2 separate regions of the Oryctolagus cuniculus genome follow, and region 2 is linked to region 1. The links are chromatin contacts, called in public Micro-C maps. All regions are on one chromosome and are shown on one strand. The core of a region is the stretch at or near the end of the contact, and the rest is flanking DNA. Distances in the headings are between cores, read along the strand shown.

The links. A called contact is a pair of places that touch in the nucleus more often than the background predicts.
Region 2: a Micro-C map of ear pinna shows a contact between it and region 1, with 10 times the contacts expected there. The contact joins the enhancer-like site here to the promoter of SLCO3A1 in region 1. A contact is called at or near these places in 3 of 6 Hi-C or Micro-C datasets (ear pinna, psoas muscle and an unstated tissue).

The regions. Positions count from the first base shown.
Region 1 is chr12:2,716,940-2,721,182 of mOryCun1.1, forward strand. SLCO3A1 (solute carrier organic anion transporter family member 3A1) reads left to right here and starts at 2,435. Exons shown (of 11, transcript XM_070053479.1): 1 at 2,435-2,858. The coding sequence starts at 2,679.
Region 2 is chr12:2,826,047-2,830,464 of mOryCun1.1, forward strand. The region is part of intron 2 of SLCO3A1 (solute carrier organic anion transporter family member 3A1); the gene reads left to right. Among named protein-coding and RNA genes, the nearest start is that of SLCO3A1, 110 kb to the left of the region's middle. Within about 2 kb of position 1,790, at least 1 of the 8 cell types and tissues checked has an H3K27ac peak or open chromatin away from gene starts, as enhancers often do.

The sequences.
Region 1 (4,243 bases), core at 1,185-3,684:
CACAGTATGTGAGCCGTGCACTTTCAGAAAAAGAAGGAAGAGAACAGAAGAGGTCCCCCACAGACTGGGATCCAAGCCTCTATTTTCCACCCCGGTGACAATCAGAAATCATTCTTTGCATTTATTTCTCAACGTTGCATTTGTGAGCAACACTGAAGCTGGCAGAAGATGGTGCGTGTGCCCTGCTCGAGCAAGGGTTCCTGCTGTGCTGCGTTGCACCGGGGCTGCCTGCTGGGAGGCCTCGCCACTGCCCAGGGGCGCGGGCAGACGCTGTCATTCCTTCCCTGTGACCAAGACATTAACTCGCTTCTTGCCTGCATGGATGAGCCAATGGACGGTGCTTCCAAGCATGTGTGTGTGTGCTTGGGGTCTCTCCAAATATTGATCGCTGAGAGTTTGCCTACAGCCATTTTGCATTTTAGGGATCCAGGGCCAGTGTATCTTCTGTCACTCAGTCTTTGGCGCTCCTGGATCAGCCGTCACGGTTAGGTGGCATCTCCGCCATCCGACAGAGGGAGGGGCGTGGATGCGTGGCCTTGACCCACACGCAACACGTGCATCTGACTTGCCAAAGTCACCTCGCCCAGAGCAGCGTCAGAGGGGCCGACACAGCCGCGGGAGCTGTGCGGGCGTCCAGGGTGCCGCGCCAGCCCCGAACGTGCCATCTGCAGCTGGCCAGCCCGCAAAGGGGGCGGGCAGCAGGCACGCCAGGCCTCCAGGGCGTGGTGCCGCCAGAGCTGGCCCCGGGGGTCTCCAGGGCTACACCCCCACTAGCATCGGCCTCGTCCACGGTCCACGGGGCTCAGGCTGGCCTGGGGTGGAAGGGGAGGCTTACCTCCTGCCCCTTGCCGGCCGCCGGCTCTAGAGAACCACTCGCCACTGGTTTTGAGAATCAGTGCTGCTAGCAAGCCCGGCACCACGCAGAGGACAGCAGCGACAGCTCCTTGGCCGGACCCCATCCACCAGGAACCCCAGGTGCAGATGGCACGGGGGAGGGGCCGAGGGGTGGCTCCTAGCCTCCGGCTACCACCAGGCTGACCAGGCGGCTGCTGTAGCCTCACGCCCAGCCCTGGTCATGGGTCACAGGACGAACCCACAGCTTCGCTCTGGCAGTAACCGCACGTCTCTGAAGAAAGATTTTTTTTTAATTGAACATAAACGGTTACACGGAAACGCCCATGTCCCTCTCACACTGCGGGGGCCTGGTGGCCTGTCCCTCCCTGCTGAGTGACACGGGGCTCGCGGCTACCCCGAGCCCCTCATGCAGACCCCCGCAGGCAGCCTCCCTGCTGTCAAAGGCTGGGCCTGCCACACGGGCCTCTGTGCACCAGGGCTGGTGCTGGCCCGCGCGCGGTTCAGAGCCCGGTGTTTCCTGAGACACAGCATCAGCTGCTGAGTGACCACAGCAGTGGTCGCCACCCTGGGCCCACACAGCTCAGCCCCGGGCACAGGTCACCGCAGGGAGAGCCTGCCCGTCAAGGTCTTCGGGGGCTGGGGGGGATGGTCCTGTGGCCTAGCAGGTTAAGCCTCTGCCTGTGATGCCGCCATCCCATATGGGCACAGGTTCAAGACTCGGCTGCTCCATTTGCAATCCAGCTTCCTGCTGATGGCCTGGAAAGGCAACAGGAGATGGCCCTGGGGTTGGGGTCCCTGCCATACACAGGAGACCCAGATGAAGCACCTGGCTCCTGGCTTCAGCTTGGCCCAACCAGGGCTGTGGAGGCAGGTGGGCCAGCGGATGGAACACCTCTCTGTGTGTATGTCTCCTCCTCTCTCTCTCTAACTCTGCCTTCGATAATTAAATATATAATAATAACAATAAAAGGTCTCTGGCGAGAGAGTGACAAGGGCCGGGGATGCCAGGGAGATAGGAGGTTCCGGAAAGTGGCTGTGAGTGGGGGGCGGGGGCAGGAGGGACCCTGGTGACAGCGCCTGGGAGGGGCGGCTGGGGAGGGTGGGGGAGGCGGCCCAGCATGGCCTACAGCATGTCCCTCCTGGAAGGCGCCCACTCGGGGGGCGGCCTGCTCTCATTCCAGGGCTCCGTCAAGAGCGCGAGGACCCAGGGCGTCCGCGGTGCTGGGGCTTGTTCAGGGCCTGCGTGGGCACAAGGAGCCGGAGCCGGGGTCGAGCCCCGTGGCCCTGACCCCTGACCCCTGAAGGCTGGGAGGGGCGGGGGGTGGGGGGCCGCTTCCTAGCCCCGCGGAGCCCGGCCCTGGTCCTTTTGCTCCCACGGGGCTGCTCTCCCCGGCCCCGCGGGGGCGCCCCGCACCGGTCTCCGCGCGCCTGGGCCCCGCAGCGCCACCTGGGGGCCGCGCGCCGCCGGCCTCTCCCGGGGACCCCCGCCCTTCCGCCGCCGGGGCTCCCCCGGGGTGGGGGCAGCGGAGGGGGCGGACCCTCCGGGCCTGGGCCGCGCGGCCTCCCCGGGCGCACGGCGGGACCGGGCCGGGCCTCGGAGCCGGGGCCGGGGCCGCCGCGGCGCGCGGCGCGAGCAGCCCGGTGATTGGCACAGGCGAGCCGGAGGCGGCGGCGCGGGGCGGGCGGAGGCAGGGCGAGCGCGGCGCCAGGAGCCGGCCTCCACCCCTGCGCCCGCAGGACGGGGGCGGCCGCGCGGCCGGGCGGGGACGCACGCAGGCTCGCGGCGCGCACCCGGGCGGCGGCGGCGGCGGCGGCGGCGAAGGATGCAGGGCAAGAAGCCGGGTGGCTCGTCGGGCGGCGGCCGGAGCGGCGAGCTGCAGGGGGACGAGGCGCAGCGGAACAAGAAAAAGAAAAAGAAGGCGTCGTGCTTCTCCAACATCAAGATCTTCCTGGTGTCCGAGTGCGCCCTGATGCTGGCGCAGGGCACGGTGGGCGCCTACCTGGTGAGTGCCTGCGCCAACTCCGCCACCGGCCCCGCGCCCCGGCCCGGCCCTGGCGGCGGCGGCGGCGGCGCGGTGACCTCGCCCGGCGCGGAGCGGGGCCGGGGGTGCGGGGTGCGGGAAGCCGCTCCTCCCCCCGGGACCGCGAGCCGGCCGGCGAGCCCAGAAGCCTGCGTGGCGGGGAGCGCGTCCATTACGCAGCCTGTCCGCGGCCGCCGCCGGGGCCCGCAGGGCTCCAAGGGGAGCCGGCCGCGGTGGGGGGCGCCCCCACCCCCACAGCCTGCCCGGGGTCCAGATGCCAGATGCCCGGTCGCCGCCGCTCCGGATCTGGTAACGGCGGGGACAGAGCCTGGCACCTGGCGGCCAGCGGCGCGTTGGTGCCTTCACTCTCCGCGGCTGCGGACCCGCCAGGGGGTCGCGTCCCTGCGCGACTCTAGGTGTCTGGGCTGGCCCCCGGGTGATGACTCAGCACTGACAAGTTCCCACCGCGCTTGGTGGTCCGGGTCCCCGAGGGCCCGAGAGCACCCAGCCGGCCCTGGTCCAGCCTCCGTGTGAGCAGCAAGAACCGGCCAGTGTGAAATCCGTTCTTGGCCGCCGCACTGGAATCAGAGCCCTGGTGCCGGTGAGCGAGTTTGGTGGGGATGGGATTGGGCAGGAGGGTGCAGGCTGTGGGGTCACCCCTGCCGGGAGAGCCCTGGGCCCCCCTGCGCTGCCAGGGAGTCCTGCCAGGTGTCACGGCTGCCGGGCGCCTGTGCGGTTCCTCTGTCCCAGGGCCTGGGAGATCGAGGTGCATCTGTGTTGCCCATCTCTGCCTCCTACATCTTGAACTTGCTCACCCACGGGCTGTGGGTGAGTCCCGCTCAGTTGTGCCGGTCCTGTCTGGGTTGCAGACACTGTGGACTTCAGAGTCCGGGCCTAGGGGAGAGCTGCGTGTCGAGGCTCCCTTGGGGGGATTTGTGAAAACGTTTAAATGGGCACACGGACTGGCTAGGATGCAAGTGTGCGTTCACAGGGTGCCGGTAGGCCTGCTCTGTGCGTATGCAAAGCAGGTGCCGCCCGAGCAGGTGTGTGTGCATAAGGGGTGGACTGCGTGCTAGCAGCAGCTGCCTCCAGTCCAAGTTTGTTTGCCTGTCGCCCGTGGAGTGCGAGTGGCAGACCCCGACAGAACTTCTCAGGACGCTGAGGGCACAGGCCATGGAGAGGCAGGAGCTGGCCTTTACGGGTGCTGCGTCTGCCGGGCCATGTTCCTGAGCAGCCCCGTGGGAGTGGGCTTCCCGGGGAGGGGGAGGGGGGAGCTCCGTGCACCTGCTGGCGGCCTGTGGCTGAGGACAGCCTGGTGGGAGGGGCCGGGTAACCCGAGCCCACAGGTGACTCTCAGGGAGCAGCTG
Region 2 (4,418 bases), core at 540-3,039, 110 kb after region 1:
GTCGGAGACCCCTTAAAGGCGACCTGGCGTTTCTCCCCGGCACCTTAGGATCTTTCCTTTGTCTTTTATTCTGGAATCTTGAACATAACACGTCGCAGTCCCGACCTCCGGTCTTGTCCGGGGTTCTGTGTGCTTCCGGTACTGGAACGTCCATATCTTGGTCCACATTCGGGATATGTTCCGCTCCACTGCCTAGGTTTCTGGCTCACTCTGCCTCTCCGCTTCTTCAGGGATGCCCCAGCCACGTCTGTTTGTCCCTTAGATCCTCAGCACTCGTGTTTTGTTGATTTTTTTCTTCTTTGTTGTTTTTTGGCCTTGGACTCCCAGCTCAGAAATCCTTCCTTGAGCCCCACCGGGCCTGCCGTGCAGTTTCCACGGTCTTCTCTACTTGATGGACTGAATTCTTCACTCCTGGTATTTCAGTTGGATTATTAATATTTCTGTTCCCCAACAGAATTTCTCATCCGTGTCCTACTTAGGTTTCTTTAGCTCACGTCTTCGCTTGTCTGTTTCGAGTCCTCTGCCATCAGTCTGGCAAATTTCTTCTCAGACGTTGGTCAGTGTCCTCGTCCTCACGGCCCGATGCTGGGATCTCTGTCCCCTTCGGTGAGTCACACTTTCTCCTTCATGTTTCTCTTATTTCTGCCATTCTGACGCGTCTGGAGAAACCAGTTGATATCAACTCTTAAGTCTTTGTTCTTGGGAGTGTGCCGTGTGGATAGCAGGTGCCTGCACCTTCAGGGGGGTCCAGACGGGTGTGCAGGGGCCTGGGAGCTGTGCCAGCTGCTGTGGGGGGAGTGGAAGTCCAGGGTGGTGCCTACAACATACGTGGTGGTTTACTGGTGTTGTCAGGGAGCACACAGGTGCACGAACCACACAGAGGACCCCTGCACTGTGCAGCATGAGCCTGGGGTCCTCCTGGCCTGTAGCTCCGTCCCAGGATTCCCACAGTCACAGGTGCAGGGGAGCCGCCATCTGCCCGGGAGCCGCCCCGTCCCTGAGCTGGGCACCGTGGGGGGCTGAGGGAGGAAGGCAGCCTGCCCCGTGTTCGCAGTTATGTGAGCCCCCGTCCCCTCCACCTCAGACGACAGTGGGGACCGCAAGTCCCTTCGCAGGGGAGCTGGGCGTCTGCGGGATCCTCTGGCCCGGCTCTGGGGAGGCCTGTGCAGTCCCTGCTGGTGCACGGAGCCTCCCCGGCTGTAGATTTTCATGGGAAACTTCCCTCCCGCGAGTGCCCAGGCCACAGCTGCTCCTGTCCCCCTGGTGTCTCCCCAAGACCAAAATCAGCGTCTTTTCTCTATTTGGCCGCGCTGGGCTCCTGGGGCTGGGATTTCAGCGTGTGACTCTGGCAGCGTGAGGGATGGGACGTGGACATTGAGGCCACGCCCACGTCCGGCCCAGGCTGCCCCCTGCCCCGAACAACACCGCAAGCAAAGCCGGGTGGTGCAGGCGAGGTGGGCGGGGCTGCAGGTGCGGGAGCTGTCCGTGGGCTGCGTGCTGCCCCAGCCCTTGGAGGGAAGCAGCGCGGCCGTCGAGTGAGCGGTCACACTTCCCGCTCGGACGGCAGGGCCGTCCCTTGCCCTCCTCACCCCGTGAGTCAGTTCCAGTCTCTCCTCCGGGCCCAAACCTGATTAGGACAGCCCCACCTCTAAACCTGTTTGTCACCCGGGGACGTGAGACTCCGGCCCTCTCCCCACCCCTGCCCCAGACTGCAAACCTGGTTCCAGCCGTTGTCATCCAGGATTTACTAGAAAAACCACCTTTTAAAAAGACTGACTGACGTATTTGAAGGGCAGAGTGACCGGGGGAGGGGTGAGTGGAGAGATCCTGTGTGCGCCGGTTCATTCTTCAAAGGCCTGCGGAAGCCAGGTCTGGGCCAGGGTGGAGCCGGGGCCAGGAGCTCCGTCCAGACCTGCCACGTGGGCGCAGGGCCTGAGCCCGTGATCAGCTGCCGGTGCCGTCTCAGGCGCATCAGCAGTGAGCCGGAGGCTCCTAGGCGAGCTCGCCCTCCTCGCCCCGGGCTGGGGACGCCTCAGGCAGGGAGGTCGGGCCTCCCTGCTGCACAGCCTGAGAGCCCGCGTCTCCCTGAGCCTCGGGTGCCCCATCTCAGGCCCATTTCTCGGGGAGACTCAGCTGTGCACAGATACTGGGGCCGCTGCTCTGTGCCGGCCGCTGTGCCGGTGAATCCAGGCTATGGGTCAGCGGCTCTCGGCCAGGGGCGTGGTTACGCCCAGGGGACATCTGATGTGGGTTGGGGAGGAGCTGAGGACTGACCCCACAGTGCCAGGGGTGGTCATGTGGTCTCATCACAGCCCCACCCCCCCCAAGCCTGGACGTGATTTGGTAGGTGGAACCGACGGCCTGCAGCAGGCGGGTCACTGCCCTGTTTTCCCAGTGGAGCCAAGGAGGCTGAGGACTTGGGGGCCGCGGGCCTGACCTCCTGCCCCCGAGCCGGCAGCCTGGACTCGGGCCTCAGGCTGCACACAGGGGCCCAGGAAGACCCCAGACTCAGGGTGGCAGGGGGGCCTCTGGCAGGACCTCACTGCTCTCAAGGGTGGGACATGGGCCCCCCTGGAAGGCGCAGCCCGCTGTGCTTTGGGTGGGTTCCCGCCACGTGGTTTACTCTCCCTGCCAGCAGTGTGTTCCCGCGTCCTCAGGCACCGCCTGGGGCCGCTGGGCCCTGGGATTTACAGGGGTGGGGGGTGATGCACGGCGTGTCCTCCGGTTTTGGGGAGAATCTGCCGGCTCCGGCCCTGCTCCCTGCTACCCACTGGGCGTAGGGAAATCCTCACCAGCCAGACCCAGACAGCCAGGGCCAGAGCCCCCTGAGCGGAGCACCGGCTGCTCACGGGGCGGGGTGGGGTCCGTGCATGGGGACTTCCGCTCCCTCCCTTCTCGGGGCACGCCCCACCCAGGGAGCTGTGGCCGCACCCAGGCAGATTTCCAGCACAAGGACAGAAAGAGCTCAGGCCGAGTGCTGTGACAGAAGGGCAAGAAGAGAGAGTCCAGGAAGGCTGCGTGGAGGCGGTGGTATTTAAGGCAGACTTTGAGTGGCAGGCGCACCTTTGAGGCCGTGCTGGGAGCCTGGAGTGGAGGGAGAAGGGGGCCCGCAGCACAGCAGCGGGGGCCGGGCCCGACCACCATGATGGCACAGGAGTGCCTGGGCTGCCGGCTCGAGACACCCCGGTCCTGCCGCTGTGCTTGGTGACCTCGGCCTGGCCAGGCAGGGTGACCGCGGCCCCAGCCCTGCAGGCACGCGTCAGGCATCCCTGTGCCTTCCCATTTGCCGAGACGCACTCTGGAGGCCCCCTGGTTCCCGGTGCCAGGAAGGGAAGCCCTGCAAGGACATGGGGCCGAGGCCCACCTAGCCCGGAGCTGTCCATCAGGCTGAAACCCCTGGGGAGCCCAGGCAGCACCCGTCTCTGGGGCAGGACCCAGGCCCGCTGTCGCCGTCAGCGTGCAGCAGGTGTGCAGGGCCAGAGGCAGATCTGAGCGAGAGGCAGCCGGCCCGGCTTGTAGCTCCTGGCCACAGCCGCCTGCCGTGGGTGCACCTTGCTCTTAGGGGGTCTGGCATCGGCCGCAAGCCCCATCCAGGGCCTCCTGTCCGCTCCAGCACCAGTGAGGGCCAGCCTGCTGTGCGGTGTCTCCCGGCGTCCTGCCGTTTGGTCCTCGCACGCTCGTGCCCGGCAGGCTCCTCCCGGGGATGTGCTCCGCTGCGGTGTCAGGGCCTCGGCCTCGGTGTCAGCCGAGGGGGCTGCAGGAGAACGCGCTCTGCTCTCGGGGGGAGCCTTCCGCCCAGGCCACAGCCGGTCCCCATCTCTGCAGGGCAAGGCTGCCCTCTAGTGGCCAAGAGCCACAGCCGCTCCTGGTTTAGATGCAGCCTTGGACCCAGGTGGGCGGGGCAGGGGACCGGCCACGTGCATCCCAGTTCCCTTCTTGGGCTCATCCTGGGAGGGGGGCGGTCAGCCCGAGGGAGCACCTGCCGTGCGGGGGCAGAGCGCTCGGCTCACATCCCTGAGTTCTCACAGCTTCACAGCATGGAAGTTCTCACCCCCACCACCCGTAAGTCCAGGCAGGACCCAGGATCCCACCCTGGAGGGTCCCCGGCCAGCCGTCGCCATGCGGCCCTGGTGCGTGTCCTCTCCCTAGCCCGCGTGGCCTCCGGGCGGGACTTCTGCTTTCTCAGCCTCACCTGTGGCCGTGGGGCCTCATGTGCAGAGCTCTGGGCCCTGCCTGCCCGGGCTTGTCCTGGTCACTGCTAAGCAGTCAGGGTGCCCGCCCTCCCATGGTCAGGAGGGGCAGGACAGGGCCTGGGGGTTCATATCCTTGCCAGGACCCTCGGGAGTGCCGGGACCCTGGTCCACGTGGACATCGAGATGCCACCACGACCTGTGCTTCCGACGACCTGTGCTTGGCCG